3 separate regions of the Zea mays genome follow, and regions 1 and 3 are each linked to region 2. The links are chromatin contacts, called in public Hi-C maps. All regions are on one chromosome and are shown on one strand. Each heading gives the region's core, a stretch centred on a gene start, on an enhancer-like site or on the middle of the called end of the contact. The rest is flanking DNA. Distances are from core to core; before and after follow the strand shown. Region 1 holds the start of LOC100272372 (UDP-N-acetylglucosamine (UAA) transporter family). Region 2 holds the start of LOC100216841 (Ribosomal protein L19). Region 3 holds the start of LOC100282961.

Evidence for each region. Hi-C and Micro-C count contacts between places; a contact is called where the count stands out from the background.
Region 1: a Hi-C map of tassel shows a contact between it and region 2, with 2.6 times the contacts expected there. The contact joins the promoter of LOC100272372 here to the promoter of LOC100216841 in region 2. A contact is called at or near these places in 3 of 25 Hi-C or Micro-C datasets (ear, leaf and tassel).
Region 3: a contact with region 2 is called in a Hi-C map of ear, with 3 times the contacts expected there. The contact joins the promoter of LOC100282961 here to the promoter of LOC100216841 in region 2. A contact is called at or near these places in 3 of 25 Hi-C or Micro-C datasets (ear, endosperm and tassel).

Annotation. Positions count from the first base shown.
Region 1 is chr9:13,647,128-13,650,055 of Zm-B73-REFERENCE-NAM-5.0, reverse strand. LOC100272372 (UDP-N-acetylglucosamine (UAA) transporter family) reads right to left here and starts at 1,368. Exons shown (of 6, transcript NM_001146853.1): 1 at 1,241-1,368; 2 at 262-367; 3 at 1-167. The coding sequence starts at 1,278.
Region 2 is chr9:13,371,774-13,374,473 of Zm-B73-REFERENCE-NAM-5.0, reverse strand. It overlaps LOC100216841 (Ribosomal protein L19), which reads right to left and starts at 1,290. Exons shown (of 5, transcript NM_001143234.1): 1 at 1,126-1,290; 2 at 95-217. The coding sequence starts at 1,237.
Region 3 is chr9:13,684,616-13,687,428 of Zm-B73-REFERENCE-NAM-5.0, reverse strand. LOC100282961 reads left to right here and starts at 1,317. Exons shown (of 6, transcript NR_159534.1): 1 at 1,317-1,713; 2 at 2,357-2,445.

The DNA of each region.
Region 1 (2,928 bases), core at 119-2,618, 280 kb before region 2:
TACATTGGGATGTTAACCCCTTTCAAGCTTGCTAGAGCAAATCCCACATTTGCATTGTAGAAAATTGACACTGGAAGAAGTTTCTTCGCGGTTATCCAGCTAAAGTCTTTTCGTTTAGACATTCCTAGAACTTGACCAAAATGTATCAGAAGTGCTGTTGCTATTTGCTGCAGAAAGTAACGGAGAAATTGAACAAAACAATCAGATTTAGTCAAACATAGAAGCATGCAATACTTTCCCGGCCGTGATGCTCAGCAATACCTGTAAAGTGAGGAGGGTCATGGAGTGAACATACTGCATAAGAACCGCTTTGTTCACGAAAACCATTGCCATAGATGCGACTCCATAGGAAAAGGCGGAAGCTAAGCTGCACAGGGAAATGGCCAGAACTTCAAATACATTGAAATCTGAATCTGGTCTGACCCAGTAGCTCTACGCAAAACCGGTTTTCTTTTCTCCAGAAATTAAGCATTACAATATTTCTAAAGATGTTTATGACCTTAGTAACAAAGAACATGACCCTAGCCATTCTTGCAAAAGTTGAACTTGATACTATCTCCTAAACCAAGTGAGATCTGGTAGGTTCGATTTAACTATGATGAAGCGCAGAAGAGTGTTTATTTTTAGACGAGTGTGTAGTTTAAGTATGCCACCACATCAAGCGGCCAGAGAGTCAGATACTCAGATAGTTGACTGCATACATACAGTACCATTGAAGGAGGAGGACTTTATACGCTACTAATTATATTCCGAGACGCGACGAAATTGTTAACGAACCAACCAGTTTCTTTCTTTCAGAAATAAAGGACGTCTAAAACCCAATGCCTCTACGCTACGAGCACAACAATCTGCAAAAGAAGCAGAACTGCAGAGGATTAGTCTGCCAAACGCCCATGAATATGGGCTTGCCTGAGGGCGGGGCACAACGAACCAAATCCCCATTCACTTGTTTGCTAATCTGACGAACCAAATGACAGCAGAAGGGGGCAAGAAATTATACATGGAAACGCCTTCCCCGCACGATTCCACCATCCAAATATCGTGCAAGTATTCAAATCCCCCCAAAGCATCGCGTGAAAACCGGCAGGGCGCCGCCGCGCAGTTGCCAGCATCCCCCTCCTCCCCCTCCAGTCCCCACCCCAATCATCATGCGGGGAGGAGGGTAAAGCAAAGCGGGGCAGTGCGGCGGAGATGCGCAGCAAGAAGAACAAAGAAAGGAATAGCGGGAATTCATGCTCACCTGAGGATGGAGCTGGGCTCGCCGGCCTCCGCCCCCATGTCGCCCCTCGCGCTCCCGACAAGCCGGGCTGCCGTTGCGCGTGACCCCTGCTCCGTGTCCGGGCGCGCGCTACATGGACCGGCCGTGCCTGCCGAAGCGTGTGGCCGTGTCCGTGTGGCCGTGTGGGGAGATCCGGATTCCGGAGCCGCTGGTTGACGTCATTCTCAACGTTGTACTCATTATTAAATGTAGTTACTCATTAAATGTAGTGACACATTATCAAGATTAGTGACATATCAGTGCAATTAAGAGAAAAGATATAGAGAGGGTTTTATAAAAAATAATGGAGTTTTATGGGAGATGAAACTCTGCATACACGGTTACTTAGTTTAAATCTGACATGACAATATTGAAAACAGTACAGACATGTTTAGAAGCAAATTATTTTAAAACTATAGTATCTCCAATACCATGGTTTTACCTTAAAACTCTAAAAATACTTTGTTTCTAAACACCTCTACACTAAAACATATTACTGAGAATGTCCTTATCAAGCGGGTTAATAAACTGACTTCGCTAGTAATAATATTGGTTAATTGTATATGGTTACTTGGTTAGCGGGCGGCATGGAGGCAAAGCACGCGCGAGCAGCGTGAGGAGTGAGTGAGCACGAAGCGATGCGCCGCTCTTTTTCGCGCCCAAGCTTTCCATGGAGACTGGCCTAGTGGAGGATGCAGAACTGCATATCAATCAATTTCTATTCAGCCGGTGGATGTCTTTAACTCACTGGCTTGACTTTCCTGCCTCGGACTTCGGGTTGGCGTTCCCAAGTTGCCATATCAGTGCTATATAAAATATCATATCGGTGTTGTATGAGAAACTACAAACTACAAACTACAGAAAGGTCCCGTTTGTTTCATTTTATTTTGAGGAATTGAAATCTTACTAATGAAGTAGACTATTTTTTAGGATATAACATTCTACCACTTTCCAAAATTACCATATAAGCCTATTTCAAATTCATGGGGTGAGAAATGAAAATTCATTTTATAGATTTACATACTATTTTTCCGATATACAACTTATAGCACACTCTTCTACTTGCTTTTCTATAACATAAATATAGTATATAATTATCTCTCTTATATGATTTAGAATAATACACAAATATATTACATATATAAATATATGAACTTAATTAGTTTTGTCTAAATTATAATTATTAAAATAGAATAGAATTCTAATGAAACAAACGGGCCTTAAGGTTTTCTTCGACAGGACATAACGTATAAAGTACTATTTTACACCGTAGATTACATTGTTAACAGAGTAGAGTTTAAAATACAGAGTGAAATAGGGAATACAACAACGAGATAGTTTAACAATGACAAAAAAGGTCATGTACCTATAACTAGCTCTTTTTTCCTTGACGACTCCTTGAATATTATGTCAAAATTCGATTTTCCTCCTCGCCCATAAACCTAGATGTTAGTGGGGGTGTTTGTATGCGTCAGAGCTAATAGTTAGTTGGATAAAAATTGTTAATGAAATTAGTTAGATAACAAATAGCTTATTTACTAAAAATAGCTAATATTTGAATTATTAGCTAGGGTGCCCTAATAACTATTAGCTCTAATGCATTCAAATCTTCCCTAATAATTTACACAATATTTATATTTCCACTATATAAATCATGATCTATATCTATC
Region 2 (2,700 bases), core at 41-2,540:
ATTAGCATACATAATGCAGGGCTAAAAAAACAGATAACTCAGATATAAATTCACATGGCAACGAACAGAGTAAATGAGTGCTGCAGCAGTATACCGTAACCAGAGTGCCTCCCCTTCTGCTTGGCCTCATGGGCCCTCCTTGCCCGGGACCTTGAGTGGATTTTCTGTGGCTTCTTAATTATGAATCCATCCTTCACCAGCTTACGAATGTTCTGACCTGTAAAGTAAGTTGTATAGAAATGTCATACTTATGTTCCTTGCGTTTCAAAGCAGTGAAACAAGATTTCAATGCTCCAACAAAAGTTCAAACATAACACTGATCAAAATTGAACGAGCACAAAGAATAGAGAAAACAAGTACCCGCGACAACACTGAGTAATATAATAACTATCTCACCTCCATCTAATCACATAAAACTGCAGAGACATGCATGGCGATATCAGTGCTAAACCAAACAGAAAAACAAATGCATGAAAAATAAAAGCCTGAGCACAACACCTCAGACTAAGATAAAATCATACTTCTAAATCATCAGCAGACCATGAAAGTAATAGCAGTCATAGCAAAAACAAAGTAATAAACCAAGTAGGACAGAAGGTACAGTTTGCAAGTACGCCATGAACAGAATATGTATTGCTAAATAAACAATTCTTTGCGAATCATCAGCAGTGCACGAAATAATCAAAAGACACAATAAACTCTATGCACAATTGCATCACATAGCAAACATTGTCACAAAACTAGATATACAGATAACCTAGACTGCACATTAGAAGGAAATAAAGTATAATAGCAAAAATAACATAGATACAATTAACAGTTTAAAATCATGTGCGCTAAGATAAGCAACACAGCTATATGAGGTGGCAAGCAGTGAGTGAGCTATTATGGACACCTGCAGCAACAGAATGCAAAAATAAACAAGAAGGTAACAAAACCAATAGATACGCGCAGAAACACAGACATACTCCTACGACGTCAACCGAACTGAACGATCAAGGGGTGAAAAGGGCGTCCGTGGTCGGACCACTCGGACGCCGTTGCTCATCGACGAACGGATTCGACGCCCAGCAAACACGAAATGGGCGGGGGGAGGAGGCGGAGAGCAAGCGGTGGTGGTCTTACGCGAGTTAGCCATCGAGATCTCGTAGACCTCGTTGGGGTCAAGCCACACCTTCCCCTTGCCACATTTTAGGACTCCCGCGGCGAGCCTCTTCTGCGGCTTGAGGGAAACCATGGCCTCCGCCGACGAAGAGGGCCTCCCTGCCGGGTGAGTGGGGTTGTGTCTTGTGTGTGATGGCGCACAAGTCAGGGAAGAGTGGCGGCCGCGCGGAAGGTTATATACCGCGAGGATTAGGGTTTCCATGGAACCCTCTCATTGGGCTAGGCCTGTGTGGAGGAGTCCGGCTTATTGTACCAAGGCCTACTAGATGGCCTGACAAAAAAGGGGCCACTCAAGGCCCTTTGTGGCCTTCTCTTTTATTTCCGTTTTTTCACGCCTAATAGCGTAGGTACTTACCGAAAAAATAATGTAGGGCTATTTTGGCAATTTTATTTTTTAAGTGATTCTTATTTTTCTAAAGGAAAATAATTAGTTTTTTTTTAGAAAATAAAAATCGTGTGGAAATAGGATTGCCAAACTACCACTTGTCAGCACCGCGCGGGTGGCCCGAATTTTTTGTATTTTAGCCCTTAAACAGAAGTAAAATCACGTTTAGACCTAAAAAAATTTTAAATGCAGTTTTGGACCCTTTGCTCGGCGCCATAGCCTATGGCGCCGAGCTAACACAGCTCGGCGCCATAGGCTATGGCGCCGAGGTCGTGTTGCGTTGGCACAACCCAGACGCGTGGCGTCGACGTGGAACCGAGCTCGGCGCCACAGATCTTGGCGCCGAGCTCGGTTGTGTTATTAAAATATTTGTTGCAAACATGAGCACAAAGCCCATCTAGCCCACTTGGTAGAGCACAAGGCTTCTAACCATGTGGTCGTGGGTTCAAACCCCATATTTTGCATTTTTTTTGTTTATGTCGTTGGTGTGTCCGCTTAAATTTATTTCTCGCCTAGATTTTTTTTATGCGTGCTGGTGATAAGGATAGCTACGACGACGGCGAACTGTAAGCGATAGATGGGTGGGGTTTGGACGGGTTCCCTCTCCAGTCTAGATCCAGATGCATCGCCTAGCTCGAATGACGTGTCCGTGCAGGAGTGTGCATGCTATGTGTGTGTGGCATGGCATGAATCATGCATGGCGACAATAAGACCGGTAAATCATCGTGCAAGCATGAGTTGCCTCAGCTCCGGCTCCTCATGGGCCTGACTGCCTGACTCAGAATAAACAAGACTTTTAGTATGCACGGAGGAACTGGGCTGATTAATTAAATTAATATAGTAGTACTGCTGATTTCTAGATTATTAGGTCATACATATGAATGGTCTTTACCTCCACGCAAGAGATGAGTACAACCCCTGGGTATGGTCCAAGCGTACGTATGGAGAGGAGCAACGGGGCGATCATGTATGTATGCATGTATAGTAATCGATTCTGAGCGACATGTAGGCTGTGTTCGGCGCTAGCTGGTCCAGCTTCAAAATGTCAAGAAGGGGGAGTTCGTTGTCGCATTTGACGGTGACCACACACGGCTGATGCGAACCGGGACAGCTCGGCAGTCCATCATGTTTGTCCGGGTGGGACGGAATGG
Region 3 (2,813 bases), core at 68-2,567, 310 kb before region 2:
CAGCGAGAAGCAGGCAGTACAACAAAGGGCAAAGCGCATCGCATCGCATGTGCGAAAGATGAATGGTTTCCGATGCTGATCCTTCTCCCAGCATCGCCTGACGTCCGCGTGTTTGGTACACCGGAATGTTTGGTTCAAACAACGATAATGATTATCAGTGATAACAAAGTTGAATAGACTAGTATTAGTTTCTAATGTGGTATCCGATTACGGTTAGTACTAAACAAATATGATTTAATATTATCGGTTATCAATCACGTTATAAATATGTAAACCAAACAGCACCTTAGCATCATTTTAGTAGTTAACCATAAAAGGTCATATGAAACTCAAGACTGAATTAGGTGAAAGGAATGCGACCAACGTCTCATGACCTTAGAGGTGAAAATGATGGAAGCTGTACAACATAGCTTAGGGCTAGTTTAGTAACACTATCTTTCCAAGAGATTTTCATTTTTCTAAGAAAATTAGTTTATTTTTTCTTAGGAAAATAGAAATCCCTTAGAAAAATGGTGTTTCTAAACTAGCCCTTACAAGAATTTACATGATTTTTTATGAATGCAAACTCATTTTTTACAAGATATAATTCACTGGACATATTTAGCTTTCAACATTAGGTGCAGAGCTGTAAAGGCGGGAGGACGCAATACGTAACACTTCTAATAGGCTATTTGGTTTGAGGAGTGACCCTGTCTGGTATTAGTGTATTCGGCATGTGTTCGTTCGACTATTTCTAGAGGAATGAGTAGATGTCGCGAATATACTAGCGCAGGGTGCAATCGTATGGCGGACAGATTAGTTCACTTCGTCAAACCAAACAACTAATCGAGGCTCGGACGCAGGATTCCGTAAACCAAACACGTCGTAAGTTCGGCAGTGCAATTGTTTGCTTCGTTTATATGTCAACAAATGCTAGAATTGATTTTTGAGTGAACTTCATTTGTGCGATGCTAGGACTTCGTAATATGTGGTCTGTTTGGAAATTCTACAGTGTATTATTTTTTTTCAAAAAAAGATGATCAAAACAACTTTATCTGCGTGCTGTAGAGTTCAACTTGAACAGCAGTCAGCAGCCCAAGCTGGCAAGCCCATAAGAAGCCCAGCCCACCAAAAACATCACACGGCTTCCGGGTCCAACCAAAAGTTCTGATTCCTAAACTGGCCCGTACTCCCGTCCAATCCCAACCCGGCAACGCGAGAATATATCAATCCATCCTCGCGTCGCGTGATCTCATCTCGCCCTCGCTCACCTACATCTCCGTCCGCAAGCGTCAGCCAGGCTGCCCCGGGAGGCCGGGAGGAAGCAGATCGGAGAAGGCAAGCCACGGATTTCCTTCTCGCCTTCTGGACCCCATGTACTTTTTTCCCCTGCCTCGAAACCCTAGATCTGGTTGATTCGTGGGCCGTCCTCCCCACCCCTCCCTCGGCCGAATTCCGCGTCTGGTTTTGGTCTCGAGTTTTAAGATCTGTTTGTTTTCGACTGGATTTTGAGCGATTCGTTGCTTTGCTTGGCGTGGCTCGTCGCTGATTCGAATGTTCTCGGTGGCTGTCTGCCTGGCTTTGCCGAAACCTAACTGCTGTCGATAACCGTTTGTGGCGAACGATTTGCAGGTGATCTGTTGTAATGGCTCGATTGTACATCGGCAACCTGGATCCCCGGGTGACCGCTCGGGAGCTGGAGGACGAGTTCCGCACGTTCGGGGTTCTTCGCAGGTCAGTAGTGCTCTCGCCTCAGATCCTTAGATTCGTGTGTCTCGTCTTAGAAATCCACGCGTGTCTACTTGTATGATCCCGTTCGGATGATAACCATAAGGACAGAATTTTGTTAGATATAGCGATCCTAAGCTGAAGTGTTGTAGGTTTATGATTTGGTGTCAGGTTAGTATCTGTCTGTCCTGGGTTGCAAGGACGATTGACTATTTCGTTAGCATGACAGTCACGAGTTGTACTGCAAATCGTCTCCTGTTTTACGATAAAATATACTGGTACTGTATATAATTGCCCTACCATACTTGGGAGATGTCGCCTTAATAATACGCATCATTCCCAAACATAACCTGTTGTACTTTGGTTGTGACAATTATTTCTTTGATTGAGCATGGTACGATTTGTCAAATTCACTGGTGATAGACCTTGGCTTACATTACTGTGGTCTGTGGGGGTTTACACTATCTGGATTCAAAATGAATGATATGGCCAGTATTTTGAACACCAAAGGATATGCTGTTCTGGACCCTGTACAAAGTTCTGTACCATTATATAATCGTTGAATGCATAGAATTACATCTTGCATTGATATATGCTGCTTGATGCTGATGATTTTGGTACACTTTTTTTCATGTTTTTGTGGAAGCAGTGTCTGGGTTGCTCGGAAACCACCTGGCTTTGCGTTTATTGATTTTGATGATAAGAGGGACGCAGAGGATGCAATCCGTGACCTAGATGGTATGTGATCAATGTATTGCTGTCAACATGTTATAAACCTCTATTGGTATGTTGTATCAGATGTTTATATGACATTCCATATGTTGTCGGTGTTATTTGTGAAGAATATCTGAGTTGGTACTAAATTACATTCAGAGCTCTATTTGGTATATGGAATATGAGTTTGGGTTTGGGCTTGGGTACACGCCTACCATCTGGTCACAGCTATTGGCTGTTGCAGGAGTAGAGAAAGTAGGAAACATTGAAAATGCTCATAATATAACAACTATAACTCAATTTATGTATGTTGTATGTTAAGCTTTGGCTCTGACAATTTGTTTGTAAAATTTCATTTAGATTGATGACACAAAATCAAGAAAGTCCTGTAG